Linked DNA regions of Zea mays: region 1 is linked to region 2. The links are chromatin contacts, called in public Hi-C maps. All regions are on one chromosome and are shown on one strand. The core of a region is the stretch at or near the end of the contact, and the rest is flanking DNA. Distances in the headings are between cores, read along the strand shown. Region 1 holds the start of LOC103649960. Region 2 holds the start of LOC100281498.

Region 1 (4,226 bases), core at 522-3,021, 330 kb before region 2:
ATATACTACTCTGCTTACGTGTCCACTACTAGTTGGCAGAAGGCATCGTACCAATGGTCAATAGGGTAAGACGAAGATTTCGTCCTCATGTTTCGTCATGACTCATTTGACTGGCCATATGGCCGCCCATATCCATGTGGTCGTTATTAGTCCTCGAGAAGATTTTTCCTTGTGCACTGTATCTGTCACGACTTGTACAGTAAAGCGACTGTACAAAAAACCGATACGCTGGTGTTGTCGTTTGCTTTGGCTACCATTTTTAGAAATTGGCCCTCGAGAACGACCTGCCTATAGCTCCGCGCTGTTTGTGGCATGCAAATTTTTCGTCCGAAATCTGCTGTGCGATTTAGATCAAAATTTGAAGAGCCAGACACTTGAGATGCGGTTATCATTGAATTAAACTGTTAGTTTAGTTTGAACTCTGAAGGCGCCTGGTAAATACTCCCTCCGTTTCATTTTAGTTGTCGCTGGATAGTGCAAAATTGAACTATCCAGCGACAACTAAAAAGAAACGGAGGGAGTATAACTATTAAACGAGCCACATAGTGCCATCCAAAAAGTGCATTGACATTGTGCTTTTGTTTAACACTCGCTCGTGCATATAAGCATATGGCAGTGTTATCAAAATTTGTCCACTTCATTAAAAAAAAAGGGTGCGGATGTTCATACTCAGGGTCAATCTATTATTTGACATATCTGCAGCCATCACCGAACTCATGATTCTGTGAAGTATTGAACCAGAACCTTGAAGCTTATGCTAACAAGACCGAGGACTTGCTGCGTGGTCGTAGACTCGTAGCTCACAATTCACGTCCCACTCCCAGTGTACATTACATTACTTGCAGCCGTTGTACCAACTAGTCAATATACTGACTGACGCTTGTTTGGTGCATGTCATCGCAACGCTTCAAAGGAAAAAAAAAAGAAGTGCTTTCGAAGAGCAGTTGACCCAGAGAGACGGAGATACTTCAACAACTATAACAAGGACAAGGACGCGCATCCAGGCATCGCTCTTGAGCTTGCCCGCTTGCAGCTGAAGGCCCCTCTGCACCGCCATTCCCCAGGCTGCGAGTCCGTCCATGGGGAAGGTGTGCCTGCTCACCGTCGACGAGAGCATCCTCGTGGCGTTGGCCCTCGTCGCCGTCGCCGCCTTGATGCTCGTCGCCCTCTTGCTGCCCCCGCCGCGCCGCCGCGGCTTCTTCTGAGAGCACGGCCACGGGCCATGGCCGGGCGTGCCGTTGGTCCGGTTCGGAGTCGTGGTGAGTGATCGGTTCAGAGTCGCTGTGACCCGCCAGTAGTGCCATGCCTCGTCGATCTGGAACTGCTTGCGTGTTTGTACGCCGGGTAGCATCTGTTGCTCTGTAAACCATCATGCATATGACAGTTCATGTATGTGGGTGTGGGATCGTCTTGTACAAGTTCATGGTATATGTATATGTGCAGAGAGCGACCAAAGTATCCCCCCTCGATACCGATCGTATTTACCCGCGCATGCGCAGCAGACGCACCAGTAGAGTAGTGCGGCGGTTAGCATCAGCGTCTCCTTCTTCCTCTTTTTTTACCAGGGCAGGGGGCAGCGGATTGAAGACGTGTTTGACAAGAGCAGCAAAGACGCGCGCGGCCAGACCGGCGCGGGAGAGCGCGGTGGGGTGGGGGCTAGCTACAGCGAGTGCAGGGGGCAAGCGGCCAGAGGCCATAGCTGCTTTGGGACCACAAACAGACGCGAACAATCGCCTATGAGTTTTTAGAGCACAAGTCCATTACATATTGTCTGAGCAGTGCGGAGGCTACGAGCCACGGTCCTCCGCAGGTGTTGATAGAGACCTGACCTGATAATCCGAACGACACAGCAACCAGACTGCTCTAAGATTGTTGCTGATCTTGTGTTTTGGCATGTAATCGAGCTGTTTCGTTTTCGTAGAATACACACGACAATCGCCTAATTTTGTACTTCATCCGTTCCAAACACCTGTACAACAGATAAAATAAGGTAAACAAAACCCGCTTTAAAACGGTTGTACAGAGGAATAAGATGAAAACAAACTGCCCCAGTTTTTTCAAATTCCTCCCCCGGTCGCTGACATCGCGGGCCACAGGCGGAGCTGCTGCGAACGCGCGGGTTGGCAGGGTTGCCGCGCCCGCTGCTCCGAGGAGCGGCCGAGAGCAGGCTCCTCGAAATGGCCGAGCAGACATGCGCACGGACGCATGAGAAATAAGAACGACGGAGATCAAGGAAACCAGAAGAGAATAAAAAAGGTATGTGAGGCATATGGCTGGCAGGCCTATCGCCATATCAGCTAAAGGCGGTCTATATAGTTCATATTATCAGTTTTTTTATCTATAACGCTCTAGTGCATAATTTTTATCATCAGTCTATAGTTACTCAATCGCTGGATTAGCTTTATTTTACAGACTTTTAGTTGACATTAAACACTAAATTTTAATAAAATTCAAATACATCTAATTATGTAATCAAGCGAAAATTGCATAATTCACAACAACAATTAAAAATTATATAACTCAAGCATAATAATAAAATATATAATTTAAAAATAAAGTTACAAAACATAAACATAAATATTATAATTCATAAATAATATAGTTTATATATTAGATTCACAATTTTTATTGAGTTTTTTCCGAGTTTTTGGACTTGATAAAGTAAAAAAATAGTTAACTGTCGTGGCGCACGCGTGGACCAATCAAAACATGCCACCGATCACTAAAGTCGGTCGTCACCGATCGATTAGTCCAATGCAATGGTTGATACTGACCAATCGATACCAACCGGTTCGACTCCAACGTAGACGGTATCAACCGGTTCGGACAGTCAAACACTGTGGTCGACCATAAGGTAGGAGTCGCTACCGACTCGCGTTGCACCCAGCCTAAAGGGAGTGCACTGTCTCTGTAACTTGGAGCTTTGTTTTCTTTGGAGATTTAGTTTTGAGAGGTACTATTAGATATGTATTATGTATAGATACACAATTAGAAACTATATATATTTAAAGAAGTTAAACGATGTATAATTTACATGGCATCTTCAACAAGGCCTACAAGACGATAACCAGAAGGCAATGTGTAACTGCAAGCAAGCCCAAATTGTGGGTTTTGGTGATAATAACTATACAATTAGAGGATTAATCTTGTTTACCAAGCATTGTGACACGAAAAGCAAAAAAGGAGAATGCTCATGACAAAGGAAGCATCCCAAAACCCAATATAATCTATTGTATGCTTTTATCTTACTAGATGAGTGCCCCGTGCGTTGCAACGGAAACACACAATACCATGATAACTTATATATATAATGTGTCTTATATTGTTATAAGAAAATGTTTCATAATTCATTTGTGATCCTAGCCATATATAAATTTTGTTATTTTAATTTAACTGTTTCACTACTACATTACAACCATCAGTATCATACAGACTTCGATATATACCATGATTTGCATGGTCTCATCATTGGAGAGCACGTGCCACACCTATCGGTAGAAGTTCTCTCGTACATCGTCAGTCATCAGGCACGCACAACCATACATGTTTGCTTAAATAAAAAGGCAAGTGTGTGCGTTTGCGAAGAGAATTAAAGGCAGGCCAGCACAAAAGCTACCTCGGCGATGGCAAGTGGTCATTGTTGTCGGTCCTCCTCTGCGTCACCTCTGTCGCTAAGATGACGCCACAGTTTTTGATATAGTAGTCGTCGAACGTGCGTGACATGGCGAGTACCGATGACTTTTGGCTGGGCTGCTAAACGAAGTGCACCCCGGGCTCATCAGCGAGGTAGTACACCTAGCCGTTGCACCTCCAGATGTGCTACTCCTCTACATACATCTTGTTCGAGGACACTCACACAACATCAACAACAACCGACGTCCCAGCGCACAAGAATTTATGGTCGGTCAGTAGCGACTTACGTGGCCGGTTGAGCTTCAGATGGATGATGAGCTAGATGGCGTGACGGCGCCGTCGTCGGATGCGGTGCCCAGAACAACCCGAGAGTCGCCGGCGTTGGCAACGACTATGAGGTCCCTCGTTTGAATATGGACAGCGGTGTAGCCGCTCTGGACCGCGTCCAAGCGACGGCTGCGCCGGAGCTTGCCGAACATAGCGACGCATGCGGCCAAGTAGGACAGCTTCCAGAGGTCGAACTGGCAGTTGCCAAGCTTCTTCTCATCGTCGATGAGCGACGCCAACGCGAGCGCCTCCTGTCAGTGGTGTTT
Region 2 (4,314 bases), core at 1,657-4,156:
TGTGCTAACACTTAACCAAGTTTTGTGGCTATAAGTTTAAGTTTTTACAGGATCACCTATTCACCCCCTCTAGGTGCTCTCAATTATAGCGGAGCGGCTCTCCAGAAACCCGAAGGTGGCAAGTTTGAAGCCATACGACCCTGGGCACCGGACAGTCCGGTGCGCCAGACCAGGGTTCTCTTCGGTTTCTTTTGCTCCATTCTTTTGAACCCTAACTTTGATCTTTTTATTGGTTTGTGTTGAACCTTTGGCACCTGTAGAATATATAATCTAGAACAAACTAGTTAGTCCAATTATTTGTGTTGGGCATTTCAACCACCAAAATCATTTAGGAAAAGGTTAAACCCTATTTCCCTTTCACCCAGGCACAAGCCATTCGGGGCGCGCTCCGAAGGTGATGGGGCGGAGCAGACCCCGATCGATGAGGTTATGCAAATCTTCCTCGATCACGGAGTTGTAGGGCCACGAGTCACGGGGAGCAAGGACGTTCAATCTCTCGGCCATGGCGAGGCAAGAAGGCAACAACGGAAAGGTACCCGGATCTCATGCTCCTCTCGTCCCAACACAATCTTTGGCCGCAGCCAAAAAAGCAAAAGTGGCTGAGGCTAGGAAGACGAATGCGGGGTGAGAGCCAGGCAGGGGCGGACCCATGTTGGTCTCAGCGAGGGCACATGCCCCGGCTCAAAATTTGTTAAATATAGTTAGTAGACAAATTTTCACCATTAGTGCCCCATCTCAAAAAAATTAGAGGCCCTCACTCATGTACATGTTCAGCTAAATTTCATATGTGGCTAGAAGTATGCCCCAGCTTAGTTTTTTGGCTGGGTCCGCCCCTGAGCCAGGGGCGCCCCTCCCATATATATATATATATATATATATATATACACACACACATATATATAGCGAACCCGCTAAGGTCAGTGCCGAGCCCCCCGCACTTAAAAATCAAATCTGTAAACAGATTTTGTTTCTCGAATCTCGCGCGCCGGAACGGATAGCCCATGGGCTTCACATCCCATCACATTAAATCCTGCATAGGGGCAACACGTTTCACCCCGCTGACGCAACCATCAGGCACCATTCCGCCTCCCAAGGTGGGCGCCTAAAAAGATGTCTCTCTCTCTCCCTTTCTTCTTCTCCATAGGTGATGGGAAATGAATATTTGTTTGGATTTCCTTCGTAGTGAAGGAAACGTGCACTGAGCCCCTTACTGATTAGGGGTTCGAAGGTTGGCCCCTCGGCGGGGTTCGACAACCACCCTAGAGCACACATGCTTGAGCCCTTTACTGATCAGGGGTTCGAAGGCTGACCCCTCGGCAGGGTTCAACAACCGCACAGAGCATAGAGTCAGGGATAACCATGGGTACGTCCGTACATGGCCGAGGTTCGGGCTACAATCCCGAGGTACCCTAGGACATATTCGAGACCCACATGAACACTTTGTAATGGTATCCCACCAGAGGAGGCACTAAGCCCTCGGATCCTATCGAATGGATCCGGACTAGCGAATCACCTGCAAGTATATTGGGGCGTGTCTCCGGACCGCTATTCGACCTCTATCGAAGGGGGCTCAGGCCTCCACTCGGGTCACCCGCTAACAACTCACAGGAAACTTTGTAGCATGGCACTTTCCCTCTCTTCGTGCTTGTAATGCGCCTAGGAAAATATATCTCCTCTAATTATCTTAATTACGTTTATTTTCACTGTAGATTATACTGTTATAGAGTGAAGTTTAAAATATGAAATATGATAGGGATAAAATAGGAAGTGTGCCGTAGGCCAAATAAGGAGTCGCCCGGATCCTAGGATGCGACTACGGTCTACGGGAGGAGCCCGCCCACGCCCAGTCTACTACTGTGGCAGCGGCACGTGACCTTGCGGTCTAGCAGGCCACGGTCAGGCCTCAGAGGAAAGCAACGAACCACCATCGTCCCGAAGCGGGCCCACCACGGCGACCGCGCATTTATTGCAACACGCGGCTGCCTGCCTGCCCCTTTCCTTTTCCGTTTCGCATGCACATTGGCGCCGCGCTTCTGCTACAGCCTACAGGCAGCCCACAGCTAAACACCAGGCCTATGCGACGCCACGCCACGCCACGCCACGCCGTACTCGTGCCCCGGTGCCGGTAGGAGCAACTCCAATAGTTCTCTAAGGGTCTGTTTGGTTGCCTGCATCTGCGCGTGCTTGCATCGTGGGATGCGGGTAGCTGCTGTTTGGTTGCTATGAGCCTGGCTATGCGCGTGCGAGCTCTGTGTTTGGTTGCCTGCATGTAGATTTGGATCCAGACTCGCACGATCCTTAAAGCACCTTGGGCCAGGCTCACCAGATACGAGCAGATTGGTCGCATCTCCAGAGCCAGGCTCCAGTGATCCTGGCTCACACAGCCAGGTTGGCGAGAGAAACCAACCAAACAGACCCTAAAAGACTTCCTAAATCAATAATTTAGGTAGTTAACATAAAAACTATTCTCCAACAGTTCTCTAAATGAACTTTCTAAATTTAACAACTTGTCATCTAACCTCATTTTCTCTCTACATTTGGCAACCATTTAACAACTCCCTAAACAAAAATATTGACTGCATTATATAGTTTTTGCGACTTATTTTTTTATGTGGATAGATACAAAACAAAATTACAACCTATATTTAGAGAACTATTGGAGAACTCACATTTTTTTACTCCAAAAACCATTTAGCAACTTCTTAAATCTATGATTTAGAGAGCTAAAATTTACATAACTATTGGAGTTGCTCCAGCAGCGCCGCGCGGTTGCGGTAGCGGTTGCCCGAGCGAATCCACGCGTCCGCCCGTTTCGCTCGCTGTCTCCCGCGGCACGGGGCTCCAGCGCCGAACGGAAAACCCCACCCCACCACCACTGGCTACTCCCGATCCCCAGTCCCCATCCCTCTCCTCGCAAAAGGCCACCGCGACGCGACCGCGTACTGGGGGCGAGACGCCAGTGCAGGCAGGCAGGCAGAAGAGGAGTCGCCAGGAAGCAACCGCGAGGGAGCTGCAAGCGAGCACAGCAGCAGCGCAGAAAAAAAATTCTGGAATAATTTTTCTTCCCTTTGGCTCCGTGAGGTTCCGGTGCTCGCTCGCTCGCCTGAGCTTCGATCGAGCCCGGTCGGCGAGGCAGGCGCCCGATCGCCGCTCTCCGGGAGCTTCCGGGGGGCCGTCGGATGGAGCCGTACGCGGCGGCGAAGAGCGGCGGGGCCGACGCCGGCACCGGCACCGGACTGGAAGGTACGCTTGCCGCCCGGTCCGACCTCGTCCACGTAACTGGGGGCTCCGCTGCGTCCGTGGGGGTTTCGCCGCTCTGCTTTTGCCCACTCACTCGCTAGGGTTTTGGATCTCCGATGCGACTGCTTGGACCCGGCGTGTGCTGCTGACCGTGCTGTTGACGTGGATGCTTTCGCAGACTCGATGCGGAGGCTGGGGCTCGGCGACGACGGGGAAGCAGGGGAGGAGAAGCTTCCGGAGCGGCCGGGCGAGGCGGACTGCGCCTACTACCTCCGCACGGGCGCCTGCGGCTACGGGGAGCGCTGCCGCTACAACCACCCCCGCGATCGGCCGGCCCCGGTGAGAACCAGCCTAATCCACGCCGCTCCCCCACCCCTATCCCTGCTCTGCTCTGTTTTTGTGTCTCGTGCTCAGCTCGATGGTTACTGGTGAGCTAAGCGCTTCTGCTATCCTGACAATGACGGGCGCTGCGTGATGATTACAGCTGGTTGGTGGGTGGCAAGTTTGTTGCTTAAAGTTGACGGTTTTCGGCGAGTTGATGATTATATAACGTCATGGAAGTGTGGAAGTTATGAAATTTTGGTGTCTTGTGGTTGAGGAGGGGGAATTTGGATTTGCTATCTTTGCCCTGGATAGTGAATATTGCCATACTGTTTAGGCGTTTACTAGCTTGCATTGCAGGCTGCTCTGCGTCTGCAGTTCTACTCCTATTAGGATTGTATTGTCTATGTGCATGTGCTTGTCTGATGTCTTGCATCTTTGGTACTCCGTTCCTCTATTCCAAATTATAAGACGTTTTGGCTTTTTTAGATTCATAGCTTTCGCTATACACATAGTATACACTATGTCTAGATACATAGTAAAACTAATGTATCTAAAACAAGCCAAAATGCCTTATAATTTGGAATGGAGGAGTATATAATAGCTATTCTTCATATATCTACATTGAGTGGGAGATTGGAGTCTGATAGGAGCTAGAACCCTCATATGTCACACCAGAATGAATGGGTGATTGGAGTCGAATGTACAGACTTGTAGGATATTCCAGAAATGTTTTAGCATGCCTTTTGATTT

What was found. A called contact is a pair of places that touch in the nucleus more often than the background predicts.
Region 1: a Hi-C map of tassel shows a contact between it and region 2, with 2.2 times the contacts expected there. The contact joins the promoter of LOC103649960 here to the promoter of LOC100281498 in region 2. A contact is called at or near these places in 3 of 25 Hi-C or Micro-C datasets (bundle sheath, leaf and tassel).

Annotation. Positions count from the first base shown.
Region 1 is chr3:37,363,835-37,368,060 of Zm-B73-REFERENCE-NAM-5.0, reverse strand. LOC103649960 reads right to left here and starts at 1,771. Exons shown (of 2, transcript XM_008675654.3): 1 at 1,509-1,771; 2 at 631-1,359. The coding sequence starts at 1,351. The coding sequence ends at 908.
Region 2 is chr3:37,035,816-37,040,129 of Zm-B73-REFERENCE-NAM-5.0, reverse strand. LOC100281498 reads left to right here and starts at 2,906. Exons shown (of 7, transcript NM_001368020.1): 1 at 2,906-3,243; 2 at 3,419-3,579. The coding sequence starts at 3,180.